Linked DNA regions of Mus musculus: all the other regions are linked to region 4. The links are chromatin contacts, called in public HiChIP or PLAC-seq and promoter capture Hi-C maps. All regions are on one chromosome and are shown on one strand. The core of a region is the stretch at or near the end of the contact, and the rest is flanking DNA. Distances in the headings are between cores, read along the strand shown.

The links. Promoter capture Hi-C pulls out the DNA fragments that hold promoters and counts their contacts. HiChIP or PLAC-seq counts read pairs in DNA pulled down with a chosen protein or histone mark. Capture Hi-C pulls out chosen DNA fragments and counts their contacts.
Region 1: a contact with region 4 is called in a promoter capture Hi-C map of liver, with 3 times the contacts expected there. The contact joins the promoter of Ovol2 here to the promoter of Kif16bos in region 4. A contact is called at or near these places in 3 of 39 promoter capture datasets (cranial neural crest and liver) and 2 of 484 Hi-C or Micro-C datasets (both in embryonic stem cells).
Region 2: a promoter capture Hi-C map of the 3T3-L1 cell line shows a contact between it and region 4, with 5 times the contacts expected there. The contact joins the enhancer-like site here to the promoter of Kif16bos in region 4. A contact is called at or near these places in 9 of 39 promoter capture datasets (the 3T3-L1 cell line, 3T3-L1-derived adipocytes, frontonasal cranial neural crest and 5 more) and 1 of 115 datasets of contacts at active chromatin or transcription factors (astrocytes).
Region 3: a contact with region 4 is called in a promoter capture Hi-C map of liver, with 2.9 times the contacts expected there. The contact joins the promoter of Dzank1 here to the promoter of Kif16bos in region 4. A contact is called at or near these places in 1 of 39 promoter capture datasets (pre-B cells), 5 of 484 Hi-C or Micro-C datasets (B cells, CD4 T cells, CD8 T cells and 2 more), 1 of 115 datasets of contacts at active chromatin or transcription factors (astrocytes) and 2 of 9 other capture datasets (adipose tissue and liver).
Region 5: a promoter capture Hi-C map of pre-B cells shows a contact between it and region 4. The contact joins the promoter of Dtd1 here to the promoter of Kif16bos in region 4. A contact is called at or near these places in 5 of 39 promoter capture datasets (the C10 cell line, cranial neural crest, liver and 1 more), 4 of 484 Hi-C or Micro-C datasets (CD4 T cells, the G1E-ER4 cell line, LSK cells and 1 more), 1 of 115 datasets of contacts at active chromatin or transcription factors (microglia) and 2 of 9 other capture datasets (adipose tissue and liver).
Region 6: a promoter capture Hi-C map of pre-B cells shows a contact between it and region 4, with 10 times the contacts expected there. The contact joins the promoter of Sec23b here to the promoter of Kif16bos in region 4. A contact is called at or near these places in 5 of 39 promoter capture datasets (the C10 cell line, hematopoietic stem and progenitor cells, liver and 1 more), 3 of 484 Hi-C or Micro-C datasets (CD4 T cells and cardiomyocytes), 1 of 115 datasets of contacts at active chromatin or transcription factors (astrocytes) and 1 of 9 other capture datasets (liver).
Region 7: an HNF4G HiChIP or PLAC-seq map of pancreatic cancer cells shows a contact between it and region 4. The contact joins the enhancer-like site here to the promoter of Kif16bos in region 4. A contact is called at or near these places in 7 of 39 promoter capture datasets (the 3T3-L1 cell line, 3T3-L1-derived adipocytes, the C10 cell line and 3 more), 2 of 115 datasets of contacts at active chromatin or transcription factors (astrocytes and pancreatic cancer cells) and 1 of 9 other capture datasets (liver).

Annotation. Positions count from the first base shown.
Region 1 is chr2:144,330,379-144,334,307 of GRCm38.p6, forward strand. Ovol2 (ovo like zinc finger 2) reads right to left here and starts at 1,702. Exons shown (of 4, transcript NM_026924.3): 1 at 1,383-1,702; 2 at 526-743. The coding sequence starts at 1,482.
Region 2 is chr2:141,389,102-141,392,881 of GRCm38.p6, forward strand. The region is part of intron 5 of Macrod2 (mono-ADP ribosylhydrolase 2); the gene reads left to right. Among named protein-coding and RNA genes, the nearest start is that of Gm25583, 250 kb to the right of the region's middle. Within about 2 kb of position 1,705, at least 4 of the 459 cell types and tissues checked have an H3K27ac peak or open chromatin away from gene starts, as enhancers often do.
Region 3 is chr2:144,525,216-144,529,253 of GRCm38.p6, forward strand. It overlaps Dzank1 (double zinc ribbon and ankyrin repeat domains 1), which reads right to left and starts at 2,199. Exons shown (of 21, transcript NM_172859.3): 1 at 2,065-2,199; 2 at 365-481. The coding sequence starts at 473. Polr3f (polymerase (RNA) III (DNA directed) polypeptide F) reads left to right here and starts at 2,530. Exons shown (of 9, transcript NM_029763.3): 1 at 2,530-2,710; 2 at 3,488-3,605. The coding sequence starts at 2,649.
Region 4 is chr2:142,901,604-142,905,330 of GRCm38.p6, forward strand. It overlaps Kif16bos (kinesin family member 16B, opposite strand), which reads left to right and starts at 1,362. Exons shown (of 2, transcript NR_131921.1): 1 at 1,362-1,638; 2 at 1,752-1,969. It also overlaps a transcript of Kif16b not described here.
Region 5 is chr2:144,597,468-144,601,274 of GRCm38.p6, forward strand. Dtd1 (D-tyrosyl-tRNA deacylase 1) reads left to right here and starts at 2,486. Exons shown (of 6, transcript NM_025314.3): 1 at 2,486-2,624. The coding sequence starts at 2,582.
Region 6 is chr2:144,554,091-144,557,982 of GRCm38.p6, forward strand. It overlaps Sec23b (SEC23 homolog B, COPII coat complex component), which reads left to right and starts at 2,139. Exons shown (of 20, transcript NM_001252544.1): 1 at 2,139-2,234. It overlaps Gm34292 (a long non-coding RNA gene), which reads right to left and starts at 2,545. Exons shown (of 1, transcript XR_003953925.1): 1 at 285-2,545.
Region 7 is chr2:144,439,877-144,444,144 of GRCm38.p6, forward strand. No RefSeq gene overlaps it. Among named protein-coding and RNA genes, the nearest start is that of Gm46768, 22 kb to the left of the region's middle. Within about 2 kb of position 1,630, at least 99 of the 459 cell types and tissues checked have an H3K27ac peak or open chromatin away from gene starts, as enhancers often do. A contact at or near this core is called in 3T3-L1-derived adipocytes, hippocampal neurons and pancreatic cancer cells, where this site is marked.

The DNA of each region.
Region 1 (3,929 bases), core at 452-2,951, 1.4 Mb after region 4:
TGCACAACAAGTTTCCAGTCTAACAGGCTCCACCAGGGCGCTGGGAATAGCGGTGACTGCGAGGTCCACCGTGTCCTAAGACACAGGAGGGAAACAAAACGCAGGAGCTCAATGTGCCAGGGACTATGTCAGAGGCCATTACGTCTAAGATCCTGGGTAGCACTTCTTTACCGGAGATCTCGGGCTGTCTAGGTAATTGTCTGGCTTTGGACACAGGGTGGGCGGCTGAAGCGGGGTATCTGTGCTTTATCTTCAATGGTTCCCAAAGCCACGGGCGGCGTCAGACAGGGCCATCACCCTGGGTCTAGATCCGCTTAAGATGCTGGCGGCCCGGGCACTGTGGCGCAGGGGACAGGTCACTAGGAGCCTGGCTGCGGCTCAGGGGCAGGTGCAGGAGTGGCGGGCTAGTCCGCGGCGCCTGGGCTCCGGTGCGCGGGCGGGCGCGGCAGGGAGGGGCGCCGGGGCTCCCGAGCCGGACGCCAGGGCGTGGTGCAGGTGGCGGCGGGGGCAGAGTCGACACCCTACCTTGATTTTTGACCTGGCAACCGGGCGCTGCATCGCTGCCAGATGTCCATCGGTGCCTTGGGCGTCGTGAAGCTCTGGAGTTTCAGGCTCCGGCGCGCGCGGGGACGAGCTGCTTTCGGCCCCTCCGGGCTCCCCGGCGCTGCTGCTGCAGCCGCTGCTACTGCCGCCGTCGCTGCGGCAGTCTTCGGGCGGGTCGCGGAGCAGACAGCCCAGGCTCACTGCGGAGGGAGGGGGCCGCACCCCGACACTCAACCACACGCGGCGTCACGCCCGGGCGCCCACGGCAGTTTGACCTGCGGGCGGTGCCGCCGCCCCGCCCCGGACCTGGGCACCTCGCCAAGTGGGCGACGTCCCGAGGGTAGACGAGTCTACCCTAGCCATCCGCCCCTCGAACTAACTTAGGGTGTCGGGAGACGGGTTCTCAGGCCAACCCACGAAGCACCAGGGTCCAAGCGCCGCGGAGAAACCCGCGCGCCAAGTTTCCTCTCGCGCCCGTGGAGGCGGGTGTGCCCTCGTCTTGCCTCGCTCCCGAGGGGTTAGCGGACCTTCACGAGCGGTTTAGAGGACGTAGGGGGCAAGGGAACCCCGAGTGCCTTCCACCCACTTCCAGGCCACTTTGGCCCGCGCTGCAACCAACGGTCCTGCCGCCAGGCAATTTAGCCCTGTCTAGGGAGAGAGCACCGGGGGTCCCAGGTTTCCCAGCCTAGATCCTGGCTCCCCTCTCCCAACACCGCTGTGACCCCGACCGAGACGGAGTAGGGGTGGGAACCGCAGCCCTGATCCCGAGCAGGAGGGCCGCAGTCACCCTGCCCCCACCCGGGAGCCCCGCGCCCAGGCCCGGCCCCCGCGCTCCTCACCTGGGATGTAAGTGTCTGCCCTTTTGTCATCCGGGAGCTCATCCCAGCTGCGGACAGAGACTCCCGGGCTCCTCCTCTTCACCAAAAAGACTTTGGGCATGGTGGGATCCTCTCTTCCGACTGCGGCCCCCTCCTCCCGCTGCTCCCCGCTAGTGGCGGCGGTGGCGCCTGGGTCCCCCCGCTCCTGGAGTCCGGAGCCCACCTTCCCGCCTAGCCTGCCCTCTTCCTGCACCCCCCGCCGCGTTGCTCGGTACTCTCCCCCTCACTCCAGGTTACTCGCAGCCTCCGGGCTCGGCGACACCTATGCCTTAAATCGCGCGTGAGACCACGCCGGGGAAAAAGTTTCATAAGGTGGAATAGAAAAGGCACCAGGAAACTTGGGAGTGAGCATGCGCCCTGCAACATAACGGTGTCAACAAGCTCGCTACCTGTCCGACCGGTTCCGGCGGCCGGGGCTGCCTGATCCAGCCCTTCCTTAGGCATGAATGTTTGCAAAAGAATTTAACGTCTGATTCTTCCCCCCTCCTCTTTTTAAAAAAGGAAGAACATTTTTCAAATCAACCCTCTGCTTCATACCCCTATCACATGCACTTTATAGGATAAAGTCTTTAAAACAAGCCACAGGTTCTCTGCCCCATGCAGCCCGACTGGGAGCTGGGGTCTCCCACGAGTTGGCCCCCACCTCCGAAGTTGATTTGTCTCCATCAAGCAAGCCAGATATTAACTGTGAACCTTGTGGGGCTGTTCTAGGCTTTCTGGAATCTCGGTGGTCGGATGGGGGGAGGGTCCGCAGTATCCTTGTCAGGTAAAGGGAGGGGGGGTTGAGAACTTAAGGCTTCCTTCATCTAGAACACCCCTCAATAAAGCCTAAAAACACCACATCTTTGGAGCACGTCACTTTACTGATCTGTGCCACTCAATCTAAGAAAATAGGGCTTGTTCTACCAAAGCAGCTTTCACCCCGAAACCTTACAGTCTAGGAGTCCCTTGACTCAAGACAAAAGCTAATTGCATCTCATGTGAACGCAGATTTAAAGCGAATGTCTTGTCTTTTACCTTTCCCGTTATTGCCTCCCCTAACAACTGGACCCTTAAATTCGGAGGCAGGAAAATACTCATCCAGGAAGCCCGGGATTGAAAATTGATACAACCTCTCCCCTCCTCCGCCTGCGAAGACCGCAGAAGAGCTTTGAGCTTTTTGTTTTTATTTGTTTCCTATTTACCTTTATTCCTGGAGGGAAGTGTGTGTGTGTGGGGGGGGGGGGATCTGATAAAAGATACTAAGTCTCAAGGGGCGGCCTGCTCGCTTTGGGTACGCTGATGCCCCTATACCACAGCTTTGTTGCTCAACAACCCGCCCAGCTATCGTTGTAGGAACCCGGCTTCGCTGGGTGAGCAGGCGAGTGCTCACTGCTGGAGGTTGTCTGGGCGCGTCTGGCCAGGGGTGCTCAGGTGTCTGCGGTTCAGAGAAGCGCCAGTCTCACCTGCCTATAACAGGACTAGAGGCGCTCCTGGCCACAGCGACCCGGGGAATCCACACAGAGGCTGTCCCTGCCTTCTTCCGCCTTGGAATGGCCTTTAGGGATACAGCAGCCTGGTAACGGATTTCTGGGCTTGGCTGGCGTATTTTCAGGGCACACAGAGAGGGGGCGCAGCTCTGGCGAGGTTGTGGAAGGGAGAAGGCGCACGCACCATGATTATCGATCCGCCCTCAAGGATTGACCCCATCCCATCGGGGAATCAACTCTGAATTATGGGTTTCCTCCAAGACAAGTCGTCTAAGATCGTAAAGGACTTTGATCCTGGTGAACTGGAGGAGGAAGAGATGTCTATAGCGGCACAAGACAGGAGAAATGAGGCTTCTTGGCTATGGAGTCGATGGCGCAGCTTCTGGGCAACTCTGCAGATGTATTTTTATCTGCCAGCAAACGGGAGACTTGCTAGAAAGAAGGAGCGTGGTGAATGAAAGAGTAAAAATAAAACCACGAAGCCACAGAATTATCCTCCATCTTTTAAGAATCTCCAAAACTTCATTCAAGATTCCTTATTTTATTCCAGAACAAGTCAATTCTATTGATAAAGCCTGCCTATCTGCTTCCCTCCCTCCCTCCCTCCCTTTTTCCGGATTTTAAATCACTGAACACCTGGGCCATGATTGTTATTTTTAAAGATCACATAGACTTGTGCTCTACACGCTTAGAAACCTCAAAAGGCTCTGCAAACTTCAGGACCCGGAGAATGAAGAATAATATAATTGCTTTTATTTTATGATTGGGGGAGGTACACATCTATGATATTTTCTAGATGTTTATTTTTTACTGGAAATATTTTTCCATTGTGCCCCGATTGTGGTTCCTTCCGAGACTCCTGCCAGATCCTCAAAGTATTTTTAGGGGAAAAGAATCCTAATCTGTCTTTATTCTTTTATTTTTAAAATTCAGTCTTGATAGGTTTATCAATATCATTAGCACACAAAGGACAGGCCTTTGCCTTCCCTGTAGCCTCAAAAGGAGTATGCAAACAAACCTAATTAAAGCAAAACAAAAC
Region 2 (3,780 bases), core at 455-2,954, 1.5 Mb before region 4:
ACTTCTTGTATTCTACAGTTTGCTATGGCAATGTCTCAGCTTTTTGTAAACATTGGTTCATTTAGGAAAGCACCCCGACTTCTGTAAGAGAAACTGAGTGCTACGTTTCACAGCCATGAGAAGAAGACATTGAAAGTACTGGGAGATTCTTCGTCACTGAGGATGTTGGAGGATTTTTGTTTTATTTTATCTGGTTTGGGTTTTTTTTGACACAAGCAGCAACAGGTTGAGAATGTAAATACTTATAAGAAATAACTTGAGTCAGCGCCTATGCTAAGCCCACATTAGAACAGTTGAGAGCAAAGGAATAGTTGAAGTACAGAATGGAGGTTTTAGCATAGAAAAGAAATCACAGAGAATCTGCAGATAAAATGTTAGTGAAAAATAAACAGAATTATGAGAGTGGACTTACAGATCTCAAAGATGAATGTTGACTTGACATAGGATTGTATATGTTACTAAATAGGTGAATTTGCCTGTGTGTGAAGAATAGTTTCAAAAGACAAAGTGACCATGAACTTAAAATCACTTGCTTTTTATTTGTGATTTTTTCCCCTCCAGGACAACCTCATTCTATTAGGTTAATTGAGTCTTTGAGGGTTCTACCAGAGGAACTTGGCTTTATAGAAAGAAAAAGGCTAAAGGAGACAGAAACTGGGAACAAAAATATAGATTTGTTACATTAAAATCAGTTCCTTAGTATGGTCTTGTTTTATAAACTGGCCAATTTAAACATTTTCTTTGATGACAAGGTCCTTAACACAAGAGCCTGTGATTTGATTTGATACAACGAGGCCTACTGCAGAGTTGAGTTCAAAATAATGGCTTCCGATAATCATCGCTTAATAGCAGGGATGAACTGTTTTATAGTGATGGTGATAGATTTGGTTAAGAATGCTAATGAACTTATTTCTACTACACTCAGATACAAATTACCCCTTGAGCCAGTGATACTTCTGTTGTATGAGTTGCCTTTCCCAAAAATGATTATAATTGATCATGTCTAAAATGTATTTAAGAATCCCACCCATCACAATGAAATATTTGTGCAGATCCAGCCTCATCACCTTCCTCTCTCACTTCCTACAAAGTAAGGTGCATTCCAAATCCAATTGCTTATAATAGGCCTATTTATGACCCACATAACTGGCTCACACACAGTTACCAAAAGCTATAATTTAAAGAATTAAGTCCCTCTGGCAAAAGAAGACAAGAAACAGATTTACATGTGTGGATGGAGCAGAAAGCGCTGTTACATTTTAACGGGGAAAATTCAGGAAACCATTGGGACTTTGGAAAGTCAAAGATCTAGGGCAGTATAAGGAACACAGAGAAAGTCTGTTCGTAGGAGGAAGCAGGGGATAAAGAAAAGTTTGTAGGCAAATGTCATGGGAAGAAAAGAATGCAAAACCAACGAAATAGGTAGGGGCTTTATTGGAGATGATTTTATTTATTTTTTATTGTTGTTCCTTACTCATAACCTTTAGAAATTATCATATTAGGGGCCAAATTTCTCAGCATCAGGTATGGTTTCATGACCTCAGTTTTCCTGTGGCTTACCTCTGTTAGAGCCTGCACAATCATCTGGAAATGAGTTATAGAGGTTCTGACTTTTCCTCCTACCCTCTGCTGCATGCTTCAGAGACTCTAAGTGCAATCTAGCTGCACTTCTCTATAGCATTAATTTAGCTAAGACATACACCCCTGCTTTGCTTTATTCCAGGCTCTGCCCTCATTGTCTCCCCCGTGGGCTCAGAATTCTAGCTACACTGAGAGAGATCTTTGTTCCAAATCCTACTGTGAGAGAGTTGAAACCAAGACAGAAATCTATACCAGATGGACAGATTGAAAACTTGAAAGGTGAAATCAGATTGCAAACAACAATGCTTTGGTATTAGGAAGAGTTAAGACCTAGATAAAGGAAAACCGATTTTCTTCCTCTCAACTCAGTGACTTAGAAAAGGGTCTGGGAAATGCTTCTCAGTTTCTGGGTTAGTCCTTTAGAAAGGACAGAAAAACACAAAGTCAGTTCTGCAACCGCAGTGCTTTAAAGCCAAGTCAGTGGAAATGGAGCCCTTGGCACTCAGAGATGGTACCTGGCTCTCTGTGTTTCCCACCATGCTACAGTGGGTCTTTGTTGAAAATAGGTGGTCTTTTCCAGAGATCACTGCTGCTGTGTGTTGAAAAATTGAGAATGCTGTTGAAACACAATATGAATTTTTAAGCTTCCTAATAAGGAAAGTAATATGGCTGAATAATGTTCAGGCAGATTGCCTGTGACACTGTATTTGCTTTGTGTCCAACGCTATCTGGCACTGCGCTATTCCCCAGTACTGTGCACTGTGTTCTATTTAGTCTTAATCAAATGCACTTTATCATAAGTGTCACTTTAGTGCTTTGCCATTGTAGTTATATGTTTTTAAATAGTGAGCTCTCCGTAAGTGAATGATAAATGCTTTGGCTGGGAAAGCATATCATATGTCTGGGCTTGGGAATGTGTAGGCACCGGGTTTCATAGTCACATTAAGATAACCTGGAAATAGATTATATTGTTCTTTCTTTTATCCTGAATACTCTTTAATAAAGAAATAAAACGTTTATTTTTCTCATCAATGAGAAAACCAAGCAAGTATCTTTAGATTGCTCATGGAAGGCATTTGATCAGTTTCTAGAGCACATGAATGTTGATTAAAACTGTTGATAATAGATATTAAAAATCATTAAGCTTTTCAATTAATGTTTTCTATATGTGTCTCTATGTTTGTCTACATATGCCTGTGTAGACTAGAGTTACAGATGGTTGTGCGCTGCCTGATACAGTGCTGGGAGCCAAATTGGGACCCTCTCAAGGAATGGCAAATGATCCTAACCAGTGAGCCATCACTTTGGCACCTTAATACATGTTTATTTAATGAATCATTTTTATTGTAAAATGCATTTACTTATTATGGGGATGAATGAGTGCCATGGTGTATAGGAGGAGATCAGAGAACAACGTGAGGGAGTTGATTCTCTCCGTGCACCACTGTGGCTCCAGGGAATTGAAATCAGGTCATCGGGCTTGGTGGCAAAGACTTTTACCTGCTTCAGCTATGTTTGCTGAGCCCGATGAATTTTAGAACAAATAAGATGGAGATCTGAGGCTAGTATGATGGCTCGGCGTTTAAGCACACTTGTTATTCTTGTACAGTTCCCAAGTTCAATTCCTAGCATCTACATAGCAGCTAACAACTATATGTAATTCCATTTCCAGCAGGTTCCAATGTCCTCTGGCCTCCAGAGGCACTGCTCACATATTGTGCACAAACATACATGCAGGCAAAACACCCATATGCATAACATCAAACAAAATCTTGACTAAGTTCTCATATCATATTAAATATAAAGAATTAGCTATAAATCAGTGAGGAATTGACAGTTATGACACTTTTAAGAATAATTAATCAGTTATGAAATCCATATTTTTAAAATAAAACTGGCCTTAGAAAGCTTCTTAGATCTCTATGCTATTAGGGGGAATAAATGTTTAAAAAATACTATTAAATTAATTAAGGCCAAACTCTTACTTTTCACTGATAAATTGAGAAGATTTCAATTTAAAAAATATTTCTTCAATCCAACTTCATATTGCTTCAAAGTCAAGTTCTTTTGCTACCAAAAGTGCAACTATAGGACTCTATAAATGCCTAGATTTGGAGGTCTATAGAACGTTTATAATGCTACACTATTAATTTTTCTTCTTTAAGTATAAAACTCGTCATCGAATCAAAAATATTTCCA
Region 3 (4,038 bases), core at 949-3,448, 1.6 Mb after region 4:
GAGAAAGGTTGGGAACACAACTGGATATCTAACCTTGACTCAGGTGAATCAAGAGGGTGTTGCCACTACCAACCTGTTTGTCTCCTGGCTGAAACAGGAGGATTGCTGCAAATTCATGTTCAGCTGGGCTATATATTGATTTCAAGGCTGATCTTGGCTACTACATAAGAGCGTGTCTCATGAAAAACAAACACATACATACCACTCTACAAACCATCAAAGAACAACATTTTCAACATGTGGAAGATTTGCCAACGTCTAAAGCCCCAATATAGAAAACATACAAAGAGATCCGTCAGTAACACATGAACACAGACTATGGCAATGTTATTTCTAAATAATTCAAAATACATGGCTTTCCTACCGGATTTCATTTCCAAAAGAGTATTGGTATCAATTTCATGGTTAGCTTTTCCAGGTTGAGGCACTCGCAGTGGTATGATCTGAGGGGCACACACTGAGCCAGCAGTCATGTTTTCTCCTTATAGAAAAAAAATAGATTAAAAATTTCCATCATGAACCTATGCCTAAACACGAAAACAACAGAGTGCTACTTATTTTAAATGCATTGAAGCCAGAAGAGCATTAAATTAATATGCCACCTACAGATAACGCCCAGTTTAATTAATGAAATTATTACACGTTGGCTGTATGCTTGCTCTTGACGTCTGCTGTTGGATATTCACCTAAACACTTTACATCTAATAAAGACAAACAGATGAATTCGCTAGGAGGCTGGAGCTGCTTTAAAAGGGCAGGTCCACGGATGAGGCAGAGCAGAATCCACCTCTAACGCTCTGAGCTCAGTTCCCTCGAGATCATTCACTCTTCACTGCCTTCAGCCAGTGCGCGCGCACATGCACACACACACACACACTCACTCTCCTGACTTCAAGGCAACTCATTACATAAGGGGAGCAGGTAACTCTGCACGTAGCATGAATTACTTAGAGCCAAATCTTAAAAGAGGTTCTAACCCCCCACAGTCTCACCTTTGCAAACCACTGCAGTGTATTGTATTTTGGAAAATATACTGCAAAGACTGCAGAGCATCAGCTCTCAATAGAAAGGAAGTTGACATGGATATAAACCCACAACCATCATTTCCTATTAGCTCTGCTATTTTGTAAATAACTAGCAGGGCAGAAACCTTATGGGTCTTTTCTTTGAGGTGGGGAGGAGTCCTCTTAATCCAGTATTTGCAACTTGCACTGTAGCTTCAACGATTGTGGCTACATTATTATTCAATTATAATGTACATATTCATCTCACTTTTATAATCAACATTTTGCATCCTCATTTCGCCCCCCGCTCCCCCGAGACAGGGTTTCTCCGTGTAACAGCCCTAGCTGTTATGGAGCTCTACCTGTAGACCAAGCTGGCCTCCAACTCACAGAGATCCACCTGCTTCTGACTCCCAAGTGCTGGGATTAAAGGAATGAGACACCATGCCTGGCTTACAATTTTTCATGTAACAATTTGTTGTTCAGTGGTGAGGTCATTTTTTTTTAAATGGTAGTTGGAATTCTGATCATGTTGCTGTGAACATGTTTGCGTTTTGACATATCTTGTTCTGGAAAGCGAGATAATTAGAATTAAAAGACGAATTTAATGCCTTTTTGGATTCTTCCAGATTGAGGACCAAGAATAAAAACTACAGGTATCTGACCCTTCAGAAATGACGCTGGATGTAGAGGGATTCGCCTACCTTCACATTTCCCTTCGAGTGAGAGTCAGCTAAAATAAAGATAGCTGAAAACTAGATTCTAAATAAACACCGTTGGTTCGAGACTGAAGTGCTCACGGTTAGCTATTAGCTGCTCTTGGAAACCTGGGGTGGTCACTGGACCTCACAGGAAGGAGACAGAGATGGCTGATTCGCTAGGTCCACACCGCAGCCTGGTGTCAGTGTCATGCCACCAGCATCTCCCAACATCCTGCACCTGAACCATCTCCTCGCTGCCCAAACCAGGACCCAGACCCTGCGTCATGCCCTCGGCCTCGCGAGGCAGTCAGAGATGCCTAATTCCCTCCCAACCCAGTGAGAGATGCCCTTCTCCTCACCCTTCTCCAGCCTCAAGGACAGAGATTAAGGACCCCCGACGCAGCACCGCCGCCGCCAACCCGTTGTCAGGTTTCTCACGGTCTCACCACAGCTCCTCCGCTGCAGCTTGCGTTTCCACAGACGCTGCGAACCGCGCCCCGCCCATCGGGAGCCGAGCAGATGATTGGCAGGGAAATCGACATCCTAGCAACCAGCCCCGCCCTTGTCTCTGGCTGCAGCCTCCGTCTGGTACCCGCCTCCAGATCCTTCTGCGACACTTTCTTGTAGGTGTCCAAGAATATGCCTTCTCGGCGGCTGGAAGAGGCTGAAGGGTGCGTACTGGAGCCAGAGGCTCTTGTCCGACAAGCACTGAAATTTGAGACAACGGAAGGGAGTCGCTGTGGCGACCCTGCCGAGCAAGGCGGAGCAGGCACAGCACGGGCGCCCCAAGCCGATCCGATGAAGAAGGCCCAGCGCGACCGGATGAAGAAGGTCCCTCGCCTCTCTCTCAAGCCTCGGTCCCCGGCGCGCGCCTCCACCGGTTCCCGAGACTTCCAGCGCGCTCCGAGGGGCCACTTTTCCTCTAGTCTCGAAAACTGCCCTCATGGCGGAGGTGAAGGTCAAGGTGCAGCCGCCGGACGCGGATCCGGTGGAGATAGAAAACAGGTACTGCAATAAAGCTAGGCTCCCGACGCTAAGCGAGCAGTCAGCTGGGTAGCGGGACCCCCTTCTCTCTCAGTCCCGCGGGGAGAGGCTGGGGTAGACTGGTCGAGCACGCGGGAGCGGGGTTGCCGGGTGTCTGGGCGACCCCCCCGCCCCGATTAGGGAGAGTAGAACTCTTCAGAAGCTCTAGAGCAGCGGGACAGCTTGAAACGTTGTGGAACTGGGTTCTCCGGGATTCTATTAGAGCACTTGGAACGTGACAGCAGCCAGGGCCAGAAGAGAGACCTGCATTTTCCCTGTAGTTCTTGGACATGTGTTCGAATCCAGGATTGCCCGGTTGCCAAGGGAAGTTCTATAAGAGAACGTTGGGGCCAAATGAGGGTTCAGTTTGTGATTACAAAGGACCATTGAGCCAAGTAGGTTCAGTGAGTGCCTTAACTCCCGTAGTGCACATGTGTTTCTAGGTTATAATGTATTTAAAAGACGACTTTCTCAACATTATTATTGTGGATAATAAGTTTATTACACCTCCAAACAAATTAATCCCTCCAGTTTGTTTGGAGGGGATAATTCTCAAGACTCCAGTTATGGTGAATCACTATGCTGCCCCCCACCCCCACCCCCGAATATTCTATTTGCTTTCTGCCCACAGACCTTGGAGTCACTTTGCTGTACTTATTCCCATTGACAACATTGAGCTTTTTAGCTTGACTATCGTGTATCTTCCTTATTTGCCTTTAAAAGCAAGCAAACATAAACCATTTATACCGTTGTTCCTAGAATTATAGAATTATGCCACCAGTTCCCTCATGGAATCACAGATCAAGTAATTCAGAACGAAATGCCTCACATTGAAGCCCAGCAGCGGGCAGTGGCCATCAATAGACTGTTATCCATGGTAAGGTGAAGTCAACCAATTCATGTAATTTGTTGTATATTCTGGTTTTCATTGCTTCCTGTCATATCGTTGTGATGGCTAACCTTATGTGTCAGCTTGGCTGGGCTCTGAGATCCTAGATATCTGCCTGTTTGCTGTTTCTGGGATGTTCTAGAATGTGGTATTTGAACTGATGTGCTGACTGTAGGCAGTGAATGGGCACCATCCAATTTAGTATCAGCCTAAGCCAAAGACATGGAGGACACAGGAACTTGCCCCAGCCCACTCTGAGCCCCAGGGCCAGCCTTCTGCCTTCACCACTCTGTCCTTAGACTTTCGGATCCCATCTATACCATTGACTTCCCATCACCGAGGTTAATGCATCCGGTCTGTGCCATTGATCTGTGCCGCTGGCCTTCTCTAGTCTCCAGCTTGCAGGAGACGTACAAGAATT
Region 4 (3,727 bases), core at 112-2,611:
CGCGAAGGGGCGGGGCCCGGAAGTCTGGGCCCCGCCTCTTCGGTGGCCACGCCCCAGCGCAGCCCCACCTCGAAGTCAATGGCAACCGGCTGTGCTGTCTCTAACTCGGAAAGTCAAACCCAGTCAGGCCCAGGACGATCACTGCATTTAGAGCATTCTCAAGGAAACCGAGGAATGGACTACCGAAAACGAGCATTGCAACCAATAACATGGTCCTGACTTTATACGGCCCGTGCTCGTCAACTCATCTGTCTTGTTGAGAAGCGAAAGGTCGTGGAGAACTCTGAGGGACTGCTCTGTTTCTTCAAAGAGTTCTAAGCATGTGTTCTGAACCACAAAATTTAGGGTACCAAGAAAACAAAGGATCGAGGATTTTTTTAGGCAGATAGAAATGTCGTTATATTGGTTGGAATCATATCTAAAGGGAGTTTTTGCATTTTGGGGACAGTTTAGCAATTTAACTTTAGTCATTGGATCAAAAGTGAGGACACCCGCTTTCTTCTTTCTTTCTTTCTTTCTTCTTCTTCTTCTTCTTCTTCTTCTTCTTCTTCTTCTTCTTCTTCTTCTTCTTCTTCTTCTTCTTCTTCTTCTTCTTCTTCTCCTTCTCCTCCTCCTCCTCCTCCTCCTCCTCCTCCTCCTCCTCCTCCTCCTCCTCCTCCTTCTCCTCCTTCTCCTCCTTCTCCTTCTCCTTCTTCTTCTTATTCTTCCCTTTTTTTTTATGAGCTAAAGCCCCTGGCATCAGTGATTTCTTACCGGGCTATCTCCCTGTAAATTCATTCAGTTAACCCTATGCCTTCACCTGTAAGTCACCTGCTGGACACAAAAACTCCAGTATCAACTATCTTCCTCCTGCCCCAGTCAGGGTCGCTCAAAACTTACAGACCAGCCTTCCTCCTGGACCCTGATCTCCTGCCTTTGCACTTGCTGATGGAGTATAAAGCAAGCCTACTGACTTGCTCCTCCTCACCCTCGAGGTCTCTAACGACCACAATGGAACATTCTGTCCTCAAGACCAGCATATCCCCGCTATTATTTCACTCCCGGGCAGATGACTTCGGTTCAAATGGTCTCTAGAAAGCTTAGATGTGATGCTGCTTAAGTCCCTGAGGGGAGCCGAAAAAGTCTCCCGGGTTTTTGGCTCGAACTCCAATACTAGCTTTGAGTCTTCCAGTCTGCCTCGCCTGCTAAACTGGAACTCCAAGGGTTTAATAATAGACTAAGTGAAATAATACGACGGCCAATGTGTGGTCCACTAGTACCAGGAGTCCTCATCTCAGCTTTCCTAGAACCCTTCAAGGTAGGGTAGAATCAGAACGTCCCCTTTGTTCGGAGTCCTACAAAGCCTGGACTAAGGCGCTTACAAGTTTAGAAATGGGCGCAGAGTCAGCCAATCAAGGGCGGGAAAACTCGGAGGGTTGAAAATGGGGCGCATGCGCAATAGCAGAAGCAGCGGGCGGGTCCAGGCACAGCCGCCAGCCAGGCTGCACCCGGCTGTGGCAGCCACGGGCAGGGGCGGAGCCCGCCGTATATGGGAGCTGCTTGGGGACAAACTGTGTAGGGTGCGCTCTCGGGCGGGCAGGGCTTCAACACCCTACCAGCTGTAGAGTCGCTGAGAGCAACCAAGACAACCAAGAACAGGTGTGCGAATTCTGCACTCAACTGCAAATCACTTGTTAATGTGAGTTCCTGTTCCTGGAGGTTTTGCTTGTCCAGTTTGGGCTTATGCAGGCCATTCTATCCATAATTTCCAGCAGCCTACACGTGTACATAATCCTCTGATTCCAACACCACCTTGCGATTTGACACAACCGACAAAGTGCTGCGGCCCACGGAACACGAACAGCAAGCCTGCGGATTTTAAACTAGAAGCAGCGAGGTTTCTCGCCAGAGAAATGACTGAACAGCCACCCCTTGATTAATTTACTCTCTGCACCAAGAAAAATGAATAAACAGGAAGGTTTTTAAGGGCTTGCTCATCTTCTCAAATTCCAATGAATCTCTGGTACCCCTTTCATTTGTTTCTGTCTTTAGAAATTTTAGACTTTTTAAAGTCTTCCAGGACTTAACCTGCACAGAAGCTTCCTCCGGAAGTCAAGTGTGAGGCTCCCCGCGTGAGGCTCCCCATTGACTAACTGCTAAGCACAGCATCAGTTTGGTAAGGACAACTGCCAGGAGAACTGTTACTCAGAAGAATCACCAAATAAAGTCTCTTAAAGCTCCTGAACGTGTATGGGGGGGGGGGGATTACCTCTATATAGTCTCCTCTAATTAAAATAAAATGTGCAGCTGTAGTAACATCTGAAATTTTGATGATACTGGAAATCACAGATATTTAGGGACTGTTGCAGCTCTCTCAGATTGTTCTTCCTTTTTTATTTTGACTTTGAAATTAGGCCAGTTGTGAAGCTGATACTATAACTTGTTATTTAACAAAAGGACACATAACTTCATTATATTTATTTTCTATACTGTGGTTCTTGTTCAGAAACATTGGTTTTTGTTTTGGATCTCATATCGTTTACATGATGGATGTAAAACAGTTATTCTGGGGCTGGAGCGATGACTCTTGCCAGTTAAGAGCACTTGATGCTTTTGCAGAGGATGGGGACTCCGTTCTCCGCTCCTACATCGGGCAGTTTACAACCATCTGTAACTCTAGGTGATCGAATGTTCTTTCCCAGCCTCTGCCAGCACAGGTGCACACTACACACACACATTCAAAAGTAAGTCAGGCATGAATATGTAAAGGCGTGTGTGTGTGTGTGTGTGTGTGTGTGTGTGTAGGCAGGAGGTGACTGTTTTGCAGTAACATTCTGAACTTCATTTATTGTTGAATTTCTTGCTGGTCCTTTTTTTTTAAGATTTATTTATTATTATAATAATACACTGTAGCTATCTTCAAATGCACCAGATCTCATTATGGGTGGTTGTGAGCCACCATGGGGTTGCTGGGATTTGAATTCAGGACCTTCAGAAGGGCAGTCAGTGCTCTTACCCACTGAGCCATCTCGCCAGCCCCTTCTTGCTGGTTCTTAAGCGACCTTATCATTTCCAAATAGGTATTGGTGATTTACAGTCCCTAAGTCTTAACAACTTCAGTACAAAGTGAGAAAACCCAAAACACTATGTTGATTTCACTTCAAAGCATTTAAATCATCTGGGAAAAGCCTCATCAGAAGGAAAATACTATGGACCCATTAGCTATACTTTATTCTTTTTCTAGACTCTAGAGAGTAAAATTGACTTACTCTTTCACAAATAGGACATTTTTACAACTTTGATAAACATATTTAAATTGGGTCTTAAGACATAACTGACATCTCATAAACACCTTTATGTAATAAGTGATACATAAGTACTATAAGCATTATTCACACGGTAGGTATGCTTTTGTTGTTGTTGTTGTTGTTGTTTTGGGTTTTTTGTTTTGTTTTGGTTTTTGAGACAGGGCTTCTCTGTGTAGCCCTGGCTGTCCTGGAACTCACTCTGTAGACCAGGCTGGCCTCGAACTCAGAAATCTGCCTGCCTCAGCCTCCCAAGTGCTGGGATTAAAGGCATGTGCCACCACTGCCCGGCCACAAAAGTATGCTTAATATCTCCTTTGAGGGATGTCTTACAGGAGAAGCTGAAGTTGAATTTAGTTGAGTTGTTCTGGTTAGATTAAAAAAAAAAAAAAAAAAAAAAAAACCTTAAATTTAAACATAGCTTAGGAGTAAAAGAAAACTTT
Region 5 (3,807 bases), core at 1,236-3,735, 1.7 Mb after region 4:
TGGGGGTGTCTGATTTCCTTTTCTGGTAGAAACTACTTAGAGCAAACTAATTTTTTTTTCTTTTTTAATTAGGAAGAACCAAATTAATAATATTGTAGATCAGTTATTTAGAGAAAGGTCTTTAATCAAATATGAATCATTTGTAATGAAACCACAATTATAAACAGTGCTTTGCTGGATCAGTGGGCTCATACCAACTCAAAGGGAGTTATTGTTATCCTACTAATAACTTTCTCCCTTTTCTTTTTTTCCTGGCCAGGATGTACCAAAGTTCATGCATAATACAGTCTTCTCCCATTTTATTTATTTTGTGTGCACGTCTGTGAACATGCATTTGCATGTGATATAGGGTGCATGTGGAGCTCAGAGGACATTTAGTGATGTCAGGGAGAGGTCTGGGGATCAAACTCAGGTCATTAAAGGCAGCAAGTGCCTTTTCTTTTTCTTTTTTAAAAAAAGATTTATTTATTTATTATATGTGAGCACACTTCAGCAGTCTTCAGACACACCAGAAGAGGGCGTTGGATCCCATTACAAATGGTTGTGAGCTACCATGTGGTTGCTGGGAATTGAACTCAGGACCTCTGGAAGAGCAGCCAGTGCTCTTAACTACTGAGCCATCACTCCAGCCCCCAGGGAGTGCCTTTACCCATTGAGCCAGACTTTTTTCCCTGGATGTGAAAAACTGACTACTTGATAGAATGTTCCTGATTTAGGTTTTTTAAACAATTAGATGCAGAGTCTCCTGCAGTGCAGTTTGCATTTCGATTGTACAGTTCCACCCTTGAACTGATGCTCCTGCCTCTCTACCTCCTGAGCGCTGGGATTCCAGGTAAGTGTTGCCATCCCTGGCTTATATGATGCTAAGGGCTGAACCTAGGGCTTCCTACATGGTAGCTAAGTACTATGTTCCACTGAGCTACACTTCTAGCCCCAGGTTAAGTTTTGTTGTTGCAGAATTACCACTGTATCCTTCAATATCAGGAAGCATGTGACTGACACCCATTGATCTTGCTGCTGCTGCTGCTGGTGGTATCCTTGACAATTTAACTCATGCAATTTTGCATTCACTATTTAATATTTAAGCATAATATAAAAGGCTCCCAGTCCTTAGCACAACTGACTCCATAAAACTCAGTATGTAGATAGTACCACTTGCCAGAGTGAAAAGGAAGACCGAATCTATCAAATGCACTAAGCTTGCCTTTTGACTTCTGTAATTGCTTTAGCCTAACTGTGCTTATTAACTGAAGTATGTCAACCGAGGAATTTTTTTTTTTTTTTTGCTTAAATGCTCACTCTAAAAGAATCTGAGCTTTAATGAGATCCTGAACACCCAGTGTAGTTGCCAGTTGGCTAATAAAGACTTTCTACTGGCTTAACCCCGGTCTGAGTAGTCTTATCTGATGGATACCCCACAATAATACACATTTCTAGGCCTTTTTTGTTTTTGTTTTTGTTTTTTTGGGGGGGTGAGGGGGAAAGCAACATCTCACTCTGTATTTCATGCTGGCCTTGAACTTCAGCGTGATCCTCATACTGCAGCCTCCAGAATGCTTGGATCACAGATGTTCAACCACCATTCCTTAGAGTATTTCGGGCCAAATAACAGTTCTATCAAATTGCTTTCTAACAAATGCTTTTCTGAATCTGCTAATCCTGGAAGAGGCGTTCAAAGCAAAGACACTCTGAAATGGGTGAACTTTTTCTGATACTCCTATTTCGTTTTTAAGGGAAAGTCTCATTACATTGCCCACATTGGTGGTCTTGAACTCATGGACTTAAAACACTTTCCCGCTTCATCTCAAGTAGCTGGGACTATCTCCCCCCCCCCCCATTCTTCTTTTTCTTTGTTTAATTATAAACACATGGACTACCACTGGACTATGAAGATGTTATTTTTTAGTGATGAAAACTTAGTACAGTAATAGCTATACAGTTCTTTGCAGCCATCTAAGCATCTTTACAGCCCATCCAAATTTCCTAACAACCCTATGATAGGGCTAAGTATTAGATTTGTATTAGGAAGGAATTAGAATTCTAGACTGATAGACCTATTAACTATTGTGTCTAAGGTAAATCAATAGTTATGTAGTTAAATGGCTATGTTAGCAGCAGGTCCTTTTGTTTTTAGCAACAGGATTGCTGCTGAGGCTACAGAACAAGTGAAGATTTTGGAAAATCTGTGACCGGAGGATTGGAAAAGAGGGAGAAAAGCAGGAAAAAAACTTAAGGGTAAAACTGAAAGAGAAAGAAACTGGAGCAGAAATTAATGAGTGTCTGGACATAGTGGAGACTAGGCTGGCAGTTTGGGACTATAGTGCTTAAGAAGGAGTTCAGGGGTGGATAGGGCGGCGCCTACCACAAATGGACTAGGTTATGCATAGGTGACAGGTGAGGGTGATTGACATGGGCGGGGCCAATTGGATAGGTGTGGCCGACGTGGGCGGGACGCAGCTCTGTGGAATGGGTCCTCACGGAGCTCTTCCGGTGTTGCCGGTAGAGGGCGCCGGTCGAGGAGCCACCGGCGGAGTCGCAAGGTCTGACCACACAGCAAATTCCAGTCGCTACAGCCGCCGCCATGAAGGCCGTGGTGCAGCGCGTCACTCGGGCTAGCGTCACAGGTCAGTCGGGCGGGCCGGGGAGAGAGCAGCCTCTGACCCCCGCGACCCGCTGTTCCGTGTGAGGGTTCCCCGCAGCCCCGAGTTACCGGGCAGCCTCTGGGCAGCGCCGTGGCCGAGAAGATCCGGCACGTGCCTGGCCGCTCATGGGTTCAGGCTCCGTGCTTTCGTTGCTACATAAACCCTCATCTCCGTCGTCATCACCATTATAATCATCATCATTATCTTTGTGAGTGTGTGTGTGTGTTCCTCACAGACAAGGTGCCAGAACCTGTGAGCATCCCCAGGGCCCGTTGTTGAATGCACTGTTGCACAAACAACACATAGGGGAGATTTCCGGAGCGGAATCGCTCGTTTATCCACCGCTCTGTCTGAGATGTAGCATTTTAACAACCCCCTTTTGCATATCTTTTCTTTTTAAAATAGAACTTGGCTCATGATAAAATGGACAGACGGAGGAATTGCTAATTGTTTGAGCTCTGGCAGCTTTGAGCAAATATCTGCTGGCATCCTCACTGGGTGCAGAACATCCCTTGCTTGCACCTGGATGTCGGTCTCTGAACCTTCAGCCATGGGTCAGAACCACAGAATTCAAGATGACGTGCTTCTCTTTCCCATTAATTAATATAGACCCAGATGCTCAGCCATTAGCCATCAGTTGAATGTGGGAGGCTAGTTGAAATATTCAGGATCCAGCTACTGTAGTTATTTGAAAAGTGTTAAAAAAATAGAAACGACTGGTGCCATTCTTTTAGTCTTTTAAGTTAAAGAAATAAATACATTTATTTATTTGGTGTGTGTGTTTCTGTGTGTAACAGGCCAGAGAACAATTTAGATGTGCCACCACCATGTGGGTCCTTGGGATTCAACTCATGGAATTAGGCTTGGCAGCAAGTCTACCCATCACTCATTTAGCTAGCTTGCTTTCTCTCTTTCTTTCTTTCTTTCTTTCTTTCTTTCTTTCCTTTTCGAGACAGGGTTTCTCTGTTTAGCCTTGTCTGGCCAGGAACTCACTCCGTAGACTAGGCTGGCCTTGAACTCACAGATCCACCTGCCTCTGCCTCCCAAGTGCTGGGATTAAAGGTGTCTACCACCATTGCCCAGCTGTGTTTATAGAGGCAGAAGTACATTTTCAGGTCAGATGCCAAGGCCTGTAGTCACAGCCACTTTGGAGGCTGGGGAAGGA
Region 6 (3,892 bases), core at 889-3,388, 1.7 Mb after region 4:
TCTAGCTTTCTTTCTAATGATTTTCAGTTCTTCTTTCTGGTTTACTCATGGCTGGTTAGTTTACTCTCCTCCCACTGATAGTAACAACCACCAGAAATTTTGTTTTACCAGCCATTTGGTAATCTCTTTAAGGGAACTAAAATTTACAGAGATAACCTCCTAAGTAAGAAATGGCAGCAAATCTAGTTTATAGTGCTCTCCGTCTCGGTCATTTATAAGACTGCCACACCAAAGGGGAAGAACAGTGCCTTCTTTTATAGTGCACCAAACTTTAATCTTTCTGATTTTTTTTTTTTTTTTTTTTTTGGACCTGGGGCTGAGACTGTAGAACTAAAGCTGTATGTTCTTTATATGTCAGTGTGTCTGCCTGGCTAGAATGAAAACGAAAAGACTTACATCTGTTTCTGTGAGAGAACAGGATATCTTGCTACCCGCGTTGAGTCACAATAAGTTAAATTATTATATTTCTCCAATTAAAAGATCTGTGTTACAGAAACAAGTACTTTGTTTGTTTTGTTTTTCGTGACAAGGTTTCTCTGTGTAGCCCTGGCTGTCCTGGAATTAACTCTGTAGACTAGGCTGGCCTGGAACTCACAGACATCTCCTTGACTCTGCCTCCTGAGTGCTTCGATTAAAGGCATGCACCACTATTGCCCTGCAAGTATTCTCTTATATAAATAAAATACTTCTAAATTCCCCCAAGTAAGGACATTCAATCTTGTATATTTTGAACATGCAATTAAAAAAAAATCCTCTCTACAGAAATTACTAGTGTAGAAATAATCCAGGTCCAAAAATTGAAAGGGAAATATTTGACAAATAAAATCATATTAGTGTTTGTTATTTAAAAAGCGACTTCTTTTTTTCAGCGTTAGATATAACGAACATGTATATTTTATTTTACATTTTACCTTAGGAAGAGATAACTGCATTTCCCAAACATAATTTAAGGTTTTAAACATGCCATCATTAACATTGTTATGTTTATGATGATGAGAAAATGTAAATTTATTTTAAAGATTGTAATGCAAACAGTAATATTTTATAGTACCACCTATTTAAACTTAAGTCCCTATGATTTATAGACGTCAAAAAGTTTGATTTAGCCGGGTGTGATGGCGTGTGCTTTTAAATTGAGGAGGCATAGGAAGATAGAAGAAAGCAGGGCTTCCTGAGTTCCAGGCCAGCCAAACCTACAGCTAGGCTCTGTCTTAAAGAAAAGTTTGCATTAGTAGGAAACTGGGTTATTTAATGGGTACTCTTTGAATAACATGTCTTAGCATAACTGTAAGATTTTAGTTGGCGGGATGAAGGGTTGGTTGAGTGGCTATGTGTATACTGCTGGAGTTCAGTTCCTAGCACCCGTGTTAGAGGATACACAATAGATTCTTCTGGCCGCTGCAGGCACTACACACTCGCTGAATTTGCTGCTATTTATTTATTTATTTATTTTTGCCACTTGTAAGAAAGTGTAAAAATGACTGCGGCGGTCACAGAAAAAGCTGTGTTACCCATCAAAACGGACTCTGATAGTTTCCTTAAGTGTCTGAATAAGACCATCCCCAATTACTCACTTCCTTGCTGGGGAATGGCAGGAGGATGTTCACCAGAAACAGTTTTTATTGAGCACAGAAACCACAGCAGCAACGAGAAGGGAAAGTTTTGTACCGCGAAGAGAGGACCCGCACCCGCACTTGCTGAGCTCAAAAAGATCACCAACTAGCGGCCGAGACTCTCTGTCCCCTCCTAGCCCCTTCCCGCAGGCTGAGGGCCTCTCCGGACAACTCCGGGCTACGCGTCCCTCTTCTCGCTTCCCGGTAGCTAGGCGATGAGAGGGACTTCCCCCTGAGGCAAACAGACGTCATGTTGTGTCAGGGCGGTCCCCTGAGGAGTGCTGGATGCATTTGGATGACGGTTCCGCAGGCGCCGAGGTTCTGTGAAGGAGAAAAATTTCAGGATATATTCAAGAAAGTATGTATCCTGAGGAATTCTACATTCTAAAGTTTGTTGGGTGAGAAACCACAGCCTTGCCCTATTCAAAGATGGAGGCGCAGCTTTTCTGACTGTTTCACTTTCTCGGGTCAGCCAGAGAAGCGCTCTCTGATTGGCTAGAGCATGGCGCCGCGAAATGACGTTTCGGAGCGGTGACCAATCGACTGTGAGCTGAGGTGGACTTGGCGGTGGAAGCCGGAGTTGAGCTCTGGTGTCCGTGGGGCGCGGAAGGTTCAGTCCCGGTGAGTGGCTCCGGACAGGTGAGCGGCTGGCTCTGCAATGGTGAAGGGGCGCATAGGAGGAGGGCCGAAGCCAGACAGGCCGAGGCAAGGTGGGCTTGCTTATGGGAAGAATCAGAGAGAGTTGATGACCCAGAAGCCGGCTCAGAGTGACTCGTCCGCGCCGTGCCTGAGAGCCGACGGCCGGTTTCTGACTCCTTAGCCCTCGGAATTGGGGTGTTGGTGGTGGTGACTCGAACATCCGGAAGGACCGAATCCCCATGAAAACCTTGAGTTTTGCTTTGTGATAAGTGAAACCAGAAACCAGATCTTCAGTACAGGATTAGGTATTTAACTGTGTCTACAGATGGTTACTAAGTCCTGGAAAGTTATGTCCTGGAGAGCTTAGAGGGGCTAAGATATTTTATTGGATGCCTTTCTTTTATCCACTCACTCATTCATTCATTCTCTCTTCATTCACTCAGTCATTCATCCATTCGGCTATTTACCTCTTCAGATACCCTTACTCGTTGAGAGTTTGATAGGAGCATTTTTCTCAGCACATAGAATTTAATAAAAATACATAGAACGTCAGAGGATTCATGAATTCACTGAAAGCCTCTGTGGATTACGTGTTTAGGATTAAGAAGCTGGTTTAGAATAAATCGAGGAAAGGAGGCAGTGGGAAATAGGAGCAGGTGTTAATATGTTGATACTCGGGGACTTATACATTTACGTAAAGAACTTTATAGAGGGGTTACCATTATTTAATGGGGTTTGCTGAAGTAACTGCTGGAAATGGCGATGTTAGAATGTGCTGTGACTTATTTACTACCCCCCACCCCCACCCCCGCTCCCAGGCGCCTAAGTGCTTTCTGTGTAGTTAGGGTTTTATCTTCTTGTATTTGCCAGAACTAACAAGTAGATGTGTTAAGAGTTTCAGTTGGAACAGACATTTGGGACTTTGTTGTATAGAGTCTGTATGGTAGAATAATTAATTTGCTTTTCTGGGTATGTAAAATTGTCCTCACCCAAATTATTTGCAGGATATATCTATATATCTATATCTATCCCTATGTAACCCAGGAGGCTTTGTACTCTCTTGATTCTGCCTCAGCCTCCCAAATATGGAAATTACAAGAATATGCTTCCATTCTCATTTCACAGGTTTAGTCGTCGTCTTCTTCTTCTTCTTCTTCTTCTTCTTCTTCTTCTTCTTCTTCTTCTTCTTCTTCAGTTCAGTTTTCTGGCTTTCCTTTTTTTAACAGTCTACTTGCTTAAACATGTCATTTGCATGTGTGTGCACCTGTCAAGCCACTCATAGGCAACTTTTGTGATCTTAGGTCTTTCCTTCCATCTTTTTGTGGGATCTGAGGCTCTAACTCAGGCTGTCAGACTTGCGTGGCAAGCACTTTACCCCCTGGACCAGTTCATTTTGCTTTCCGGATTGGCTTGCTCAGTTGACCTTCAGTCACTCATGTGTCAATGTATTTTCAATCACACGTAGGATGCATTTGCTTAACAACATTGGGCTATCCGAGTCTGAAAGCTTCGTCTGAAAGACTTAATTGTTAAAGAGTCTTTCAAGGATGATCATAAGCAAACATGGTGAGGAAGGAGAACATGGTGAGACTCAATACAAAAGCAAACTTCCTTTCATAGTTGTGGTATGCCCACTAGAA
Region 7 (4,268 bases), core at 380-2,879, 1.5 Mb after region 4:
TGGAACTAGAGTTATGGACTGTTGTGAGCTGCCATGTAGGTGCTGAGCAGGTGCTGAGAATTGAACCCAGGCCTCTGGAAGAGCAGCTAGTGTTCTTAACACCGAGTCATCTCTCCAGACCTTCTGATTATTTTCTCACTGTGCTAAGTTATAATTCATTAACAGATGCCCATTAGGGCATAGGGCTGTACAGGAAGCCCCAGGGTGCAGGCCTGTCTGCCCTGCCAGCTACTGGGCATCCCAGGGCAGAGATCTTGTCCTTGCCTGCCTGGGTCCTCATTTGACACAAAGGGTATGATTTTAGGAGTAGTGGCTTCCTAGTGTTGCTGTGGGACTGAATGGTTGTGTGTGTGTGACTTGGTTGTGTATAGTGTTCCACAGATGCTCAATAAATATCAACTTCTTTCATCCTGATGGTTTTTTGTTTCTTGTTTTAAAATGAAGTGTGATGGTGCATACCTTGGGAGGAAAGGGCAGGTGGATATCTGTGAGTTCAAGACCAACTTGGTCTATGTAGCAAGTTCCAGGCTAGCCAGAGCTACCCCTACCACCACTACCATCACCCACACACACATACACACACACACACACTACCCATACTCCAATAAAAGAATAAAGAAAAGGAAGATCAATAGTTTAGAACGCAACTTGTGGGCTGGAGAGATGGCTCAGCGGTTAAAAGCACTGACTGCTCTTCCAGAGGTCCTGAGTTCAATTCCCAACAACCACATGGTGGCTCACAACCATCTGTAGTGGGATCCAATGCCCTCTTCTGGTGTGTCTGAAGACAGCTACAGTGTACTCATATACATGAAAAAGTGAATAACTAATTCTTAAAAAAAAAAACAAACCTGACTTGTAGCAAGTATATACGAACACTTGGTATGAGTCTCTACACTCATCTCCCCTTGCAGGCACCAGTTCCTAGATGGACACCCATGAGACCAAGACACCAACAAGGTTTATTAGTCAGGCTCATGTTTAAGATTGTAGCTGTCCGGGGCTGGAGAGATGGCTCAGTGGTTAAGAGCACTGACTGCTCTTCTGAAGGTCCTGAGTTCAAATCTCAGCAACCACATGGTGGCTCACAACCATCCTTAACAAGTGTCTGAAGACAGCTACAGTGCACTTACATTAAATAAATAAATAAATAAATCTTAAAAAAAAACCAACAACAAGATTGTAGCTGTCTTTTACATATGCCTACACAGCACACCGGGTTACTGAGGTAGAGCAGACATAAGGACCAGCAAGACCTTAGGGCAGTAGGAAGGATTTTTCATAACCACTGGGGCCCTGAGAGGATTTCTTGCCTAGCAGAGGTGGAAAATGACCTCGAGAGGCCAGCAACTGTGCAAGTCTGAAGACCAGACTTCAAATCCCTTGCACCCTTAGGTATCTGCTCCCAGGCGGAGACTGGGGGATTCTGTGGGTACAGCCAAGGGGGAGGCCTTGAAGGTTCTGCTCAGCTTCTCAGGCAGGCGAGGTCTCCTGTTTGTCTCCCAAGGCTTGGTGTCTTCATCCACACTTCCTGGTTAACTGTGACAAACCGTGGGAGAGCCCTGGGCCCACCCGCTTCTCCCTGAAGGTGTTGCTAAGGGCTTAGTCATCAGAGGAGCCTTGGCCCATTTGCGCAATTACTGCAACTAAGAATGGTTTCACCCTTCCTCTGACTCTGTCACCTCTGGAAGCCACAGTAAACAGTTCTCGATCAGAGCTCAGCGCCAGAAACGTGGGCGGCGCCCTGCAAGGGGCACGGGACCACAGCTGCAAAAGAGCCTGGCACGGCTCAAGCCTTCGCTGCTTTCATGCCCAGATTCTTGGCTGGCTCTCTCAGCTTTACAGGGAAAGGCTCCTTTCTGTTAATTTGCTTGGCAAATATTTTTTGGCTGGTGTTCAGAGATGATTATGAGAAGTGTGTGGAGAGGCCAGATGTGGTCCCTAGAGTGGTAGTGGAAGATTCCAGAAGGCCTCAGGGTTGGGCAGAAGGTGTGCAGGGTTGGGTTGGGTGAGTCCTGGCCTGAAGACCTGGTAGCTGAGACAAACTGAGTGAGGGTGGAGACACAAAAACGTGCCCCTCACCCTGACCCCCAGGTCAGGCAGCAGGCCGTAGGCCGAAGGCCGCAGGCAGTACTTCTGAGAACGGATAGGAGCACTCGGGTATCTGGTGGACATGCCCTGCTCTCCCTGCAAACTGTCGCGAAGCCATCAATTGGCAATTGTAAGAGCTCCAAAAATCTCATGTCAACAGCTTATTGGAAGCACACCTAAACCGTAGTACAGACCTGATGAAAGAATCACAACTGATTATCAGCAAAATGCAAATCAAAACCGTGGGGACGGCAACTATCAAAACAAAACAGACAGAAAATAACTGGTGCCAGGAGGAGGGAGAGAAACGGGAGCCCGTGTGTGCTCAGTGAGAATGTAAACCATACAGCAGCTATGGAAAACAGTGCCACTGTTCATAACGAAACAAAGGGTAACATCACGGGGGCCCAACCGTTCTACTCTTGGACCCATACTCAATAAAAAGAGAGATTTGAAGTGTTATTTGTATATGCATTTTTTTTGTTTTATTTTTAATTTGTGTTTGTTTAGATTCCCACAGAGACCAGAAGAGGGGGTCAGATCCTTTGTGCGTGTGTGTGCGTGTGTGTGCATGTGCGTGTGTGTGTGTGTGTGTGTGTGTGTGTGTGTGTGTGTGTGTGTTTGTTTTGAGGGGGTGTTTGTTCACAATGGAATATTATTCAGCCTTTAAAAGGAAGGGAATTCCAGCATACGCTGTAGCTTGAGGACATTATGTTAAGTGAAATAAGCCAGACACAAAAGGACAAATAACACACAATTCTATTTATTTAAACAAGGCCTCTAAAGTTCTCAAGCTCATAAAGACAGTAAGTAGACAGCAGTTGCTAGCTGTTGGGGGGCGTGTAGGAGAGTATTGGTATTAGAGTTTCAAATTGGGCAGATGAACGTTCTAGAATCAGGAACAACAATTAATGTATTTAACCCTGAACTATACAGATAAAAATGGCAACCCGTCACTTCTATATTAATGAACCTTACAGCAATAACAGACATATAAGAAGGAAAAACATATAGTAAATATGACATAGGCCAAACAGCTCTTATTTTCGGCCTGGTGTAGCCTCAGACTGCTGGCTGGTCTGCTCTGCTGTGGGTGTGGGTGGATCAGGGGTGAAAGGGCTTTGTCACCACTGTGATTCCTACAGGAAGCCCTCAGGAGCTGCTGACCTCTGAGTGCCTCAGCCGGCCTGCCTTGGACTCACGGCGCTGCAAGTTCCGATGTGCTGTGTGACACCGAAGCCTGGCTTAGCAGTGGAGGAGGCCCACAGATGGGAAACAGCGCTTGAGAATGGCGGACGGACAGACTGGAAGGCCCTTGTTCATGGCTCCACAGGAGAGCCACGGAGTCACCAAGGCTTGTTGTTTGGAGAATTTGGTTCATTCCAGTGAAATTCACAGCAGCCATCTGCTCTGTTTTTCTGTTTTGTCTCTTTTATTTCTCAGACCCTCTCTCACCATCTTATTTATGTGGAACGTTTGTTTTAGTGAAGCATTTTAGCTAGCTTCTTGAAGAAAGATTATATCACCCTTCACTATAGGTATTAAACGTGTTTTTAAGTTATCATAACTGATTTTAAGATAGCAGTGATTTCATTCCTGCAAAATGTATAGTTGGTGGTAGTGCTGCTGCTGCTGCTGCTGCTGGTGGTGATGCTGGTGGTATGTGTGTAATGTGGTAGTGGTGCTTGCTGGTGGTGGTAGTGCTGGTGTGTGTGTGTGTGTGTGTGTGATGTGGTGTTGGGGCTGGTGTGTGTGTATGATGTCCGGGTGGTGGTGTGTATGGTGTGGTAGGCATGCTTGTCACTGTGAGTGTGTGGAGGTCTGGAGGACAGCCTTGTGAGTCAGTTCTTTCCTTCCACCCTTATGTGGGTTCTGGGGGTACAACACTAATTGCCAGGCCTGTGTGGCAAGTGCCTTTGCACACAGAGCCATCCCCTTAGCCCCCATATACTCTAATTTTAAAGAAAAAAATATACACCTGGTCAGGAGTATCCCAGAGACCTCTTATGACAACACAGGCTATGGCCATTTCCTTTGGTCACCTACTAGAATTCAACAAGACCCTGTTGGCTAAGTCACCTCAGACTTTGATCACAGTCCCTAGAAACATCCTCCCTGCCGTTGAGTTTGCATAGAGCCAGAAGGTGCTTCCAGGTTGCTGGGGGAGAAAAGCCATC